2 separate regions of the Hordeum vulgare genome follow, and region 1 is linked to region 2. Evidence: chromatin contacts called from public Hi-C data. All regions are on one chromosome and are shown on one strand. The core of a region is the stretch at or near the end of the contact, and the rest is flanking DNA. Distances in the headings are between cores, read along the strand shown. Region 1 holds the start of LOC123401575 (protein MIZU-KUSSEI 1-like). Region 2 has its middle 140 kb from the start of LOC123402581.

Evidence for each region. Hi-C and Micro-C count contacts between places; a contact is called where the count stands out from the background.
Region 1: a Hi-C map of seedling shows a contact between it and region 2, with 2.5 times the contacts expected there. The contact joins the promoter of LOC123401575 here to the enhancer-like site in region 2. A contact is called at or near these places in 2 of 6 Hi-C or Micro-C datasets (leaf and seedling).

What each region holds. Positions count from the first base shown.
Region 1 is chr6H:467,329,869-467,335,869 of MorexV3_pseudomolecules_assembly, forward strand. It overlaps LOC123401575 (protein MIZU-KUSSEI 1-like), which reads left to right and starts at 3,026. Exons shown (of 2, transcript XM_045095404.1): 1 at 3,026-3,722; 2 at 3,797-4,341. The coding sequence starts at 3,182. The coding sequence ends at 4,107. It overlaps LOC123401574 (calpain-type cysteine protease ADL1), which reads left to right. Exons shown (of 32, transcript XM_045095403.1): 31 at 117-544; 32 at 735-1,266. The coding sequence ends at 422.
Region 2 is chr6H:466,942,158-466,949,002 of MorexV3_pseudomolecules_assembly, forward strand. No RefSeq gene overlaps it. Among protein-coding and RNA genes, the nearest start is that of LOC123402581, 140 kb to the left of the region's middle. Within about 2 kb of position 4,269, at least 3 of the 3 cell types and tissues checked have open chromatin away from gene starts, as enhancers often do. A contact at or near this core is called in leaf and seedling, where this site is marked.

The DNA of each region.
Region 1 (6,001 bases), core at 1,776-4,275, 390 kb after region 2:
GATACACCTACATCCATTTATAGACAAACCTAAGACAAGAATTTTGGGACGGAGGGAGTATAAGACTTGAAGGGAGCACTTTGATGCTGATTTTGACACAAACTTCTGCTTGTCAGGGTGTTGGTTTCTCTAGAAAGACAAATGGTTTCAGGAACTACCAATCTAGTCATGATTCTTCCATGTTCTATATTGGAATGAGGATACTCAAGACAAGGGGCTGTCGTGCTGCTTACAATATCTACATGCATGAATCGGTTGGTGGGACAGATTACGTAAACTCAAGGGAGATATCGTGTGAATTGGTCTTGGAACCTTACCCGAAAGGATACACAATTGTGCCAACAACTATCCATCCAGGGGAGGAAGCACCTTTTGTTTTGTCAGTTTTTACAAAAGCACCAATCAAACTAGAAGCTGTTTAGTGCAAGATTGAGACTCCATGCGTTTGCTACTGATTGCTGTGCCTCACAGCTGTTTAGCCCAGGCTCTTTGGGGCCCGAGTGACGCAGAGTCCAGCTGTGGGTTCAAGAAGACCAGGAAATGGGTAAGCGCTTGATCCTTGCCAGTTGACTATGTTTCTGCTATGCCTGTTTCCTGCAGCAGTATGGTCTAATGCTGCAGTGTGCTCTAAACTATAAACATCCTATCTGGTGTGCAGCTACATGCTGCTGCATTGGTTTAGATTTTTCTTTTTTTGGAATTCAGCTAACCGACGGACCTTCTAACCGTTTCAGGGTATTTGCTATAGCGGGTACGCCTATAGCTGGGATTTATGATGCAGCAGCTCTGCACTTGGACCTGAATGTGCTGGAATCCATCAGGGTGCTCTACCTGCAATTGCATAAGTTTGATTGGTTCAAAGCTGATGAGAGAAGGCAATGCTTTCGCTAGCAAAGAGAGGCAATGTTTCCAGTGAGCAGGTTGCATGGCGGCAATTGATCGGTGCATGTGCTGGATGAGAAGAATCGTGGCGTTTTGTGTCCATGCTTGTAGATAGCGGTGACAGCTAACGTTTAGACCTAGTAGCCCAATCCTGTGTATACCTGTCCGTGTTACCCCTGTACATACTATAGAGTTAGATGAGTTTAACCTTGCGCCTGTCGTTCTTATAAGCGCATATCGCTCTTGTGCAGCTTGGAAATGCCGTTCTAGCAAGCTGCAGTTTTGCTGATCCGTAACCTGAGGTAGTCTGGCCATAGTTGTTTTCATTGATTGCCTGTATGTAACCGAAATCTGATCTCATTGAAAGGAAGCGATTTTTTGGTATATGATGTGAAGCCTTTGTTCCTGTGCTCGTCACTCAGCCATTGTGATAATGACAAAGGATTCTGTTCCCCTGACCAAATGGATTCCTACACAAGCAGTATTACTGTGCTATATAGATTTCAGAATTTATCAATGGAGGCTGGACGGTGTGGATCATGCGCAGCTGGGCAGAGCACGCACATTGTCTTGAACTCAAACCCTTTGAAGTGCTCCTCGTCTTTACGCCAATCTGGGCAGTGGCCGGCATGCAATAATACGGCGCCGTAGAGGTGGGTGCTTCTGGGGGACCGCCACCTGAGCCGGTGGCCATAGCCTGAGCTGCGTATGCATGCGGGAAGCAAAACGTCCGTAGTTGGCACGTACACGTGCAAGCAGCGGTTTTACTCACGCGCTAGTGGTGTCCTGGTAGCAGCTGCGCTACTTTGGTTGGCACGGTCGATCTACGGCGTGTCCCAACGGATAAAACTGTCTGATACCTCACGTCTTTTTTAAATTCCAGCTGAGCTCATCTAGTTTGCATGTACTCTCTTCATTCCATAATTTGAACTAAAACTACGAAAATAATTATGGAAGGAAAGGAGTAATGAAATTGCTTAAATTTTCTTTGCTTTCCATAAATATCATCCGCCTGTTTAATTATCCATTTAAAATGTTGACGGCTTCGCTAGCATTTTTTGTGGACTTTTTTTTAACACAAACGTAATCGTTTATATAAACAATGCATATACTCATCCACATGAACATACACATGCACATGCTATTCTTATGTACACATTTGAAAGATTGAGCCGACCAGGGGCGGACCCAAGATTAAATTTTAGAGGGGATAAAGATGGAGAATTTTTTTCTTTGCTAAGTGGGGGCAAATCACCATCTAGCTTGGCATATTTAAAGGGTGCCGAAAATTTAGTGGGGGCAGCTGCCCCCATGGCTTATACGCTGGATTCGGCCCTAAAGCCGACATGTCACCTTGAGATTTACGAAGTCACCGTAGGCGTCTCGTCATCGTCTCCTTTCATTAAATATGCATCGCTGAAAATCCTAAATAAATTCAAAAATAATACGAGCCCTGTAACTTAAATCCTAATGAGCTGAAGGTACCAATGTCCCTCTAAAAGCAACTTCAACCGGATGATTCATTTCGTCTGCCGTTAAATATTTGTATTTATCAAAAATCGGCTAACCGACCACGCGAATAAACATGGGTCGATCCGTAGGACGTGCGGCCGACCTAAATCATAGACCGGACGGATACAAAGCCGAAGGACGACTCACACGGACGAAAAACGGATAAAATCACCGTCCGTTTGGATCGACCTGCTTTAACCATCTAATTATAGGTTGATTCGATCTCTGTGGACGTTTAGCATGTCTGTTTTGATGGGATCGTATTGGAGGTGCACTACCGTCGCCCCATTTGGGTAAGGTGCACGAGTGTAGGCAGCAGCGATGATTACCAGGCCAGAAAGGAAAAAGGTGCCACGGAGAACTTTTACTGACGCCGAGCCCCGGTATCACGTCACCTATCGGCGTCAACCATGGAACGTCGACACACCCTGTGGCCTGTGCCCTCTCCCATCCGCCGTACCCGTACGTGCCCTGCCTGCCCGTTCGGTTGCTCGGCCGGCCGGTCGGTCCGTCAGGCGGCCGTGTTAATCTCATCGCGCCGGTCATTCAGTCTCCACCTCTCGTGCTGGTATTTACGCCGCGCCGGGCAGGGTGTTCCCAGCGCTCGCCGCTTTTGCCAAAAGCGTGCCTCCACCTGCACCTGCCAATTGCAAACCACCTTAAAGCAGGCGGCTTTGCCACTAAAACCCCATCAAATACTCCACCCAGCGGCCACGAATCATTATCGTCGCGCACGCACGGACGGGCGCGGCAAAGAAAGGCAGAGAGAGTGCCGGCGCTGCCCATCATGGCGCGAGCCTTTCGCGCGGCTTCCCCGCTGCCCCTCCCCTCTTCCAGCTCCAGGAGCGCCACCACCGCGAGCGGCGGCGGTGGCAGCGGCAGCTTCACTTGGCTGCTCAAGAAGCGCTCGAGCAAGGCGTCGCTGCGCAGCGGGCCGAGCGGCCGGGAAGCGGAGGACGAGGGGGACGAGGAGGAGGCGGGGGCAGCCGCTCTGTCCTCCGCGCACTCGTCTTCCATCGACGAGCAGTCCCAGTCCTCCTCGTCGTCGTCCAGGAAGAAGCGCGCGGACGCGCTGGCGCGGCTTCGGTCGGTGTTCCTGGCGGCGATCACGCACCGGCGCCGGCGCCGGCAGCTCGGGTCGTGCGTCACGGGCACCATATTCGGCCGGAGGAGGGGTCGCGTGCACGTGGCGCTGCAGACGGACCCGCGATCGGCGCCGGTGCTGCTGGTGGAGATGGCCGCCTACTCCACCGGCGCGCTCGTCAGGGAGATGTCCTCGGGCCTCGTGCGCCTCGCGCTAGAGTGCGAGAAGCCGCCGCTCAACGCAGGTACGTACGCCTGCCAACCACAGCGAGAGCAGCTCGAGCGCCAAAGCTACGGACTAACCCGCAGACACGTGCAGGGGAGAAGCGGCGGCCGCTGCTGGAGGAGCCGACGTGGCGCGCGTACTGCAACGGGCTCAAGTGCGGCTACGCGGTGCACCGCGAGTGCGGCGCCGACGAGTGGCGCGTGCTGGGCGCCGTGGAGCAGGTGTCCGTCGGCGCAGGCGTGCTCCCGGACGACGGTGCCGCCGGTGCCGGCGAGGGAGATCTGATGTACATGCGCGCCAAGTTCGAGCGGGTCGTCGGATCGAGGGACTCGGAGGCGTTCTACATGATGAACCCCGACGGCAGCGGAGGACCCGAGCTCAGCATCTACTTGCTCAGAGTCTGATGGCCGATCCACCAAAAAATTCTTCCTGTGTGGACTTTGTATACGTCCTTGTGCATGCAAATTTGGGGTTGTTTTTTATTCTCTTGAGTTCCATGTATTCTGGTGCACGACTTGTACAGTATGTAGTACGTACAATAGCATCATTGCTCACTCTAGTGTTTAATCAAACAAATTTGCTATTTCACATCTAGATATAATATACTTGGAGCAAGTCCAGCCGTTTGGGCCCCAGCACACCCGACGAATCCCTTTTGGCGTTTGCGTCGACGCTTTTTTCGTCCCGGGGCGAACGAGTTTACAGCCGCGTCCCAGATTTCGGCCCACGCATGCCAACTAATTCAAATTTATCTTTCCCGCTACCAAAAAGACGCCACTAGTTCAGCAATCATCACGTCATAAGTCGACGATCAGTATGCCATAGTTCGGCGATCAAACACACCCAATAGTACGGCGGTCAAAATGAAGGGGTAGTAGACATGAAACGAATCAAGCGGCCGGCTCAACATAGTGCGGCTCTTCTGCCACGAGACTGTCCGGTGTCGGGCTCGTCCTTGGCGTGGTTTCTGTGTTCGGGCTGGGCGTCGTCTTTGGTGTTGCCGTCGTGGTCACCGCCGTGGTCGCCACCAGGGGTTGGTGCGCCACCCTTAGGCCTATTTTTGTCCCTCTCCGGGTGGGTGGCCCCTCCCGGTGGAACCTCGGAACCCATTCGTCACTCCCGGTACTTTACGGGTAATGCTCAAAATCTTTCCGGAAGCCAAATGCACCCTTCCTATATATCAATCTTCGTCTCCGGACCATTCCGGAACTCCTCGTGACGTCCGGGATCTCATCCGAGACTCCGAACAACATTCGGTTACTATCATGGTTTTGTCACAACAGATGTCCTCGTGAAAGGACTTAGTGATGGAGCCATCACATCTTGGTGGCGACTCAAAGGGGTTAAGCGGAAGCGAGAGTCGGGTTTACCCAGGTTCAGCCCCTCTGATCGAGGTAATAGCCTACGTCCTGCTTTGTGTATATTGATGGTGGAATCGATTACAAAGGTGCGTATTTTGCTTGACCTAGCTCTCGATTGATTGTAACTTAAGTCTACCAACCCTAGAGACCCGCCTTTATATACAGGTCGAGACGCTAGGTTTACAAGAGTCCGGATCACGTTATGATTCGTGACCTGTCATATCTCTAAATCGCCTTGTGCCCTAAGCAAGGAAACTCCTGGCGACCTTCTCCTTATGGTCCATGAGTTGCCATCTTCGTGTCTTAGGCCACCACCAACTCTCATTGGTAAACGACCTTGCGCCTTCCGTTTCGTGGGTCAAGGCCCATATTGAGTATGAATGTTGAGCCGCCATCACCTTGACCCGGCTTTCCAGGGTGGTCATATGGTGGATAATATCCCCAACATTTACCAACATACATAATTCAACCATATCAAAACGTCAACGAACCTTAAGTGTGCAGACCCTGCGGGTTCGAGAACTTTGTAGACATGATCGAGACACTCTCCGGTCAATATCCAATACCGGGACCTGGATGTCCATATTGGATCCTACATATTCTATGAAGATCTTAATCGGTTGAACCTCTATGTCAAGGATTGAGTTAATCCCGTATAATATTCCCTTTGTCCTTCTGTATGTTACTTGCCCGAGATTCAATCGTCGGTATCTCTATACCTATTTGAATATCGTTACCGGCAAGTCTCTTTACTCGTTCCGTAATACAAAATCTTCTGGCTAACTCTTTAGTCACATTGCTTGCAAGGCTTGTTGTGACGTTGTATTACCGAGTGGGTCCCGAGATACCTCTCCGTCATATGGAGTGAAAAATCCCAGTCTTGATCCATGCTAACTCAATAGACACCTTCGGAGATACCTGTAGAGCACCTTTATAG
Region 2 (6,845 bases), core at 3,019-5,518:
TTACTATAGTAACATATTTCTTACATTGCATAAACACTTTTCGAAAAATGTCACTTACGTTTTTTTCTTTATATGTCACAGCATTTCTAAATGCTATCAACATTTTGTAAAAAAAATACATTAGCTATTGTTTACACTGCATTAATGTTTTTAAAGTTCACGGTTTTGGATTTTTTATGTAATTGAAGTTTTCAAATATATGTTATTATGATGTTTTAAAATTATTTAAAAAATATATGAACGAATGGAACAACAAAGGAGAAAAATAATCTAACCTGCATGAAGCTATTTGGTTTGGCCCATAAATAGAGATGCTTGAGGGGAAACGGGCTTGTGAAGTGAGACACACCCGCTCCTGGGCCTTGGTATGGTTTTATTTTTTCTAGAGAGTATTTTTTACTGCCATGCACCCGTATGCATTGATCTAGCCAAATGATAACGCCAACATGCGTGGCATGTTTTCACTTCGTCAAAACGCGTCGTTTCATGTTGATTTTATTTTGCACGAGTCTTAACAACGGTTGATGACTTTTGTGTGCCATGTAGGCATCATAGTGTGTGTGGGCGCTGGAGAGTTCGCTCACACGTCCCACATCACGCGGTTGCCAACTGCGTCGTGTGGACGAATCAGTTTCCACCCACACAGTCAACACTTAGTCCCCGCGTGTGTGGGTGAATTTCTCTTCGCCTACACGACGCTCGTACGTTGCTAGATGGCAACTGCAGTTACGCGTATGTGGCAATTAGTTAAACATACATGGCAACTATGATTCGTTGCTAGATGAAAATTGCAGTTGCCATATGTGAAAACTAAGTAAACACATGTGGTAACTATGATTAACCATAGATGGCAACTTTGGTTGGACCACCCGTGGCAACTAGTTAATCATACATGGCAATTATTGTTTGACCACATAGGACAAGTAGTTAATCACATATAGCAAATATCATTTGATTACACATGACAACTACCGTTAATTAGACATGGCAACAATAGCTTACCAAAACAGAGAAGTTGCCATGCTTTTATAACTACATTTGCCATCACGGGTAACTAAAAGTTGTCATCCCCGGGGTAAGTGTTATCCCGCGGGTAACTAACGTAGTTGCGCCAGGACATGTGGGCAAATTTACTTCGTGCCACACGCATGGAGTGGGGATGAGTACGTAGTAGTTGTTGGACGTGTGGCACGAAGTAGGTGCTCCCACAAGGGTGGAGAATTTTAGTGTTCACCCATACATGATCGTGTGGGATGCCTCCTAATTATGCCACGCAGGACGTGTGGTCGCATGTCTAATATGCCTCACGTATGGTGAATATCGGGACCCTTATCTATCATTGAATGTGTCAAAAATTGTGGATCTGAAGTTTGATGATATACATCAAAACATTGGTTTACACTTTAAATAAAAGAAACCAATGAAAACTAGAGAAAAAAACATGACCAGTATATTTTTATTTTACCGCTAAACAATGAAACATTACAATACACCATAAAATAAGAAAAAAACTAACAAAACATTATATTATGCTCTTGAGAAGATAAATTTTGGAGAACCCGAGAAAGTAGCATGAATCTCTAAGTAACGATGAACGGTGGATGCATGTAGAGTGCATGGTTGAATCATCCGCTTCCTATTTATCTCTCTTTCATGTTCGCAACGTCATGATACCCCCCACACACACATCATATATCATATAAACAAAATGAATCACAAGTAAATGATTGAGTTGGGACTAAACTATTCACCATCATTCCCAACTCCTCCATCGTTGCTTCGAAGCAGTGACTCCCACTTCAATACTGAATCCCAGTATACTTTCAGCGAGTGTAACCCACCCTCAACTCTAAAATACCACAAAAGAGAAGGCAAGATCACAGGCATGGGGTAGAAGGCATCCATCGTTACATTAGGCATGGGCGGAGAGTTGAAGCGAGTGGTGCAACACTAAAAGTGCATCTAACCCCTTAAATGTGTTTTAGTATTGACGATGACATATAGTTAGAGTGACTAACACTTCAAATAAGTGATCCTTTGGTATTTACTCTCATATGATGAAAATGGCGAAGGTGAGAAACACACTTTGATTTGAAAAGCAAAAACGTGTCGACATATTGAAAAAGGCCCAATTTTTTGGGTTCATTTGAGTCATAAGAAAGCCTCACTATAAGAAAGCTTGATGTCATGTATAAATGTGGGGATCATGAGCTATATTTTCCATATAAAACCCACACAAAAAACCTCTTCATTACCGCCTCTAGAAAAATCCCTTCGACATCTCTCTAGAGATACGCCGGAGCTTCGAGGTGGTTCTCCGAGAACCTAACCCCCGGACATCCGTGATACCCCTTGGTTGTGGCTCTAGGCACTGAGTAATCGGGCCCCCTGACCGTTGGGCCTCCGAGGTTCACCCTGGTTTTGACTTTGGATAAACTAGACATCTTGGGTCCCGCATGACATCAACCACTGTTTAAGTCAAGGTTCAGACTTGCTATTTATTACTGATTATGTTTATTATTGTCAAGATTAATGAAAATGGAAGGCAGTCTATTTTTGTCCTTTCTAAAACACATGACACAAGTAGAGCCCGTGGAGCATTGACAATGTAGGTGCTTGCTTGTGAAGCAAACAACATAACATACATCTTTGATCCACTCATCTTCTTTTTACTGTCCAACCTGATGTGAAGGAATCTTTCGAGGTTTACACCCCCTGCATTGTCTTATGGCAGTTCAACCATCTTTCTTTCACGGACCCTTGTTCCTCAGTCTTAGCTGGGTACCATCCCATATGCACTATAAGATGTTTTAGATATTTTAGTATGCACTATATATATATATACAGATTGAAACGGGTGAAGAAGCATACTAAATTGTGTCTAATATATTCCCTCCATCTTAAAATAAGTAACTCAAAAATGACTTCGCTTTATACTAAAGTTAGTACAAAACTGAGTTATTTTTGAGTCACTTATTTTGAGACGGAGGGAGTACATCCGATTGACAAAAAAGGGAACATCTTAGAGGGTGTTTGTTTCTAGGGACTTATTGGTTTAGGGACTTAAAAAAGTCCCTATAAGTCCCACCTAAACCAAACACAAGGGACTTATTGTGGTGATTTGGGACTTATCAAATAAGACTCTCAGGGAGGAGCTTATTGGGACTTATCCCGGGCCGGACCTACCCCGCGTCGCTCCAGGCTCGTTCCCCGCACGCCGCCCCGCCTCTCGGTCCAATCGTCGCCACCGCCCCGCCTCTCGCCCCGTCGCCGCCCCGCCCCTCGCCCGTCGCCGCCCCGTCGCCGCCCCGCCTCTCGCCCCGTCGTCGCCCCGCCTCGGTTCGCTCTGCCTCGGTTCGCCGCCCCGTCGCCGTCCCGCCTCTCGCCCCGCCTCTCGCCCGTCGCCGCCCCGTCGCCGCCCCGCCTCTCGCCCCGTCGCCGCCCCGCCTCGGTTCGTTCTGCCTCGGTTCGCCGCCCCGTCGCCGTCCCGCCTCTCGTCCGTCGCCGCCCCGTCGCCGCCCCGCCTCTCGCCCCGTCGCGCCCCGCCTCGGTTCGTTCTGCCTCGGTTCGCCGCCCCGTCGCCGTCCCGCCTCGGTTCGTTCTGCCTCGGTTCGTTGCAGCGGTGCCTCCAATCGCCGGACAGGCCATCTCCTGAGCCTCGTTGCAGCGGTGCTTATCCTATGTGTCGTACGCGTTGGCTGATGACAATCCATATGAACAAGTGTATTATTAGGTGCAACATGGACTTATAAGTCGTCCCTGTAAACAAACAGGTAGGGACTCGGGACTTATAAGTCCCTGTAAACAAACATGTAGGGACTTATGACTTATAAGTTGAGACTTAAAAAAGTCCTAGGACTTATGAAACAAACATGGCCTTATATTTGTGAACCGAGGGGGCAACTTTTTATTTATCCATCCGATGCATCACAACCTCCACAAGTAAAGTCAAAATAAACAAACAGATGATGCATACTACAAGGTACAATCACAGTGCTCATAAAAGCTCATCCCACGTTGCTTTTTCACTTCTTGGATCTTCTTCTCTCAAAGTCCCTTTCGTTGTGCACCCGAGCAGTATATATATATATCAAAAGAGTCTTTGTTCAGTGTTTCCGTCGTCCGCGTATATCCCTCTCTCCCTTCTTTTTCCTTTTCCTATCCAGATGCTACACACATGAGCACGACGTAACATGGGGGGTGACTACCAACAACCATCGCACACACTTTGCCGCCTTTCCATGCCGCTCGCCGCTCGCCGCTCGCCACTCGATGGATCCACGCAAAAGCCACCCTCCACACGTCCCCCCACCCACCCTTCTTCCCCAGCTTTACTGCACCTGCATGAGAATTGAGATGAGACTACATCCTCTGGTCCTTCGACACATCGCCGCGTTGCAAAGCGGCTGACGCTTTGGCCGACCTCTTAGTTATCGCGGTACCGCCTCACATGCTTCCGCTCGTCCTACGTCCGTGCGGGCCACGGGCACAGACGGACGCTAGCTGACTAAGCTCAGCTCCACTCGCCACTGTTGTATTGTATCGCGCTCTGGACTCACCTGGATGCGACAGGGATGGCGGACACCGGCACCTTCGCGGCGCCACCGCCCCCGTGGATGCCGTCTCCAGCGATGTTCATCACGCCGCCCGCGCTGCCGGGCTACTACCAGGGCTCCGCGGCGGGCGCCGTGCCGGGGGCGCCTCGGGAGGGCGGGGGCTCCATCGGCACGTTCTTCGGCGTGCTCGCGGCGGTCCTGGTGCTCACCGCGGTGTCCTGCGTCTTCGGCCGCGTGTGCCGGGCGCAGGCCGAGGGGCCCGACGAGGCGTACGACTGCGCGAGGCTGTGGCGGCGCTGGCGCTGGTGGAGGCCGCCTCCCCGGATCGTCAGGCACGGGGCGAAGCCGCCGCCCATGGAGGAGGTGCCTGCCGCGCTGCCGCTGCCGGAGCCATGAAGTGTTCGTTAAGCTGCCGGCCATCAAGTTCCTGCCGGCGTGTTCCCGCTCCTTCCAGGTTCGAGTTAGCAGCAGTAGAGTAGTAGTGATCCGAGTGCGTTAGTGTATGTACGCCACTATACTGCACGATAGCATATCTTATCTGGATCCTTGTGTTCTTCAAGCCATGGAGAATTATATTTTTAGATTTGCATCATGCCCTCGTTCCTTTGTACTCGGGTTGATCAAAATAATAATGCACTTCTGATGACCAATATTCCCTTGTTAAACTCACCGCCGGCCCTTGTTTTGCGCCGCGGAAACCAAACTTGTTGCAACGTTTGGGATCGGCGAGTTCTACGAACCAATCGCGCCGGAATGTTAGGTGTGCGTGGTTTGGCGATCACAATAAAGAATGTACTCCACCCACCACATGGATGGGAGGATCGTCCACGAACTACCGCTGCCACTACCACCAACCAAACCAAATATTACCATATCTTGCCAATCTTCCATGTTGGCCAAAGCCAATTAGAGCAATCATCACAGTCACGGCGTTCAGTAGTGTCCCTTTCACGTAGCTTCTTCACGTAGGAAAGCACCTCCGAAATGGAATGTGTAAATGCCGAGCTAAAATAAGCAAAAGGATGGTTGGAGGTAACTTGGCAGCAACTAAAGGGACGCAGCCAGGTGAGAGTGACATTCTTGGCACACTTATCTTTACTTCTATATCTATATCTATAGGGGCGTACTACACGTGGGTCGACGGATCTTTTTATAAGATCCATCATCACACGAGCCATCCAAATCGTTGATAAGAGTTGTGCATATCTCTCTTCTTGCAACAATGTTTTTATTTAAAAAATATCTAATTTCTGCAACAAGTTTTTTGTTGTAAAACTTTTTCTTCTATAATTTCCCGCAACAAGACCTATCTTGCGTAACCTCTTTTTATCTATTTTTTGCAACAAAATCCTCATCCCAAAAATTACAACAATATCTCCGCCGCATCTATTTTTCTGCAACAAGACACATGTTGTAAAAATTACGACACATCTTGGGGCCGTGTCACGCAAGTGCGCAGTCATCATGTGTTGTCACCATTGCGCAACAACATCATTGTTGCAAAAGGTGAATGAGGGTCAACCAGGCTCCGTGTCAAGCAAAGGAGGTGGCGGACACCCCGCTTTGGATCGGTCGGCTGATAAAAATCATTTCCCATATCTATATAGCACTATTGAAAAGGTGAAGTTTGAGTCGTACGCCCCTACGTGGCTGGACAGGGTTTTGTCTCCTCTTGGTGTTCCCAATCTCCGATGAGTCCTACCTTCTCTCCCGCGATCTGCAAGGCTTTTGCACGACGGAAGCTACGATGGTGGCCCCTACGAACACATGCTCGATGACGAGTGGTGGGTCTCGAGGTGGCAAAACTAAGGACCTAGATGATTTCTTCGGGCAACTTGACCTAGATGATGTGGTGTTCGATTATCTGGTGGTTGAAAACGAAATTTTAGAGATCAAGGACCGCGTACGCTGGATGGCTCTTGCTCGGGTGCATACTAACAAGACCTTCAGCCAGTCGGCGTTCTTCAAGGACATGCGGGTAGCTTGGAATCCGGAGCAGCCAATGAGATTCATGTCGGTTGGTGTCAATCTGTTCGTGGTGCAGGCTTCATGCCATGGCGATTGGGAGCAGATCATGTTCCAGAGGGCCATGGCTATTCAGATTTTGGGTTGTACTACTTCACTAATATGATGGATTCAGCATGGAAGAGGATGTTCAGTTCGTTCATATGCATATTTCTTTGCACATACACAAACCTCCAAATGGGTATTGCATTAAGGATGTTGTGGAAATATTGATTCACAAGGCTGGTGAGATCTTTAAGTTTAGGCTTTGAGGAAATTCCAGAG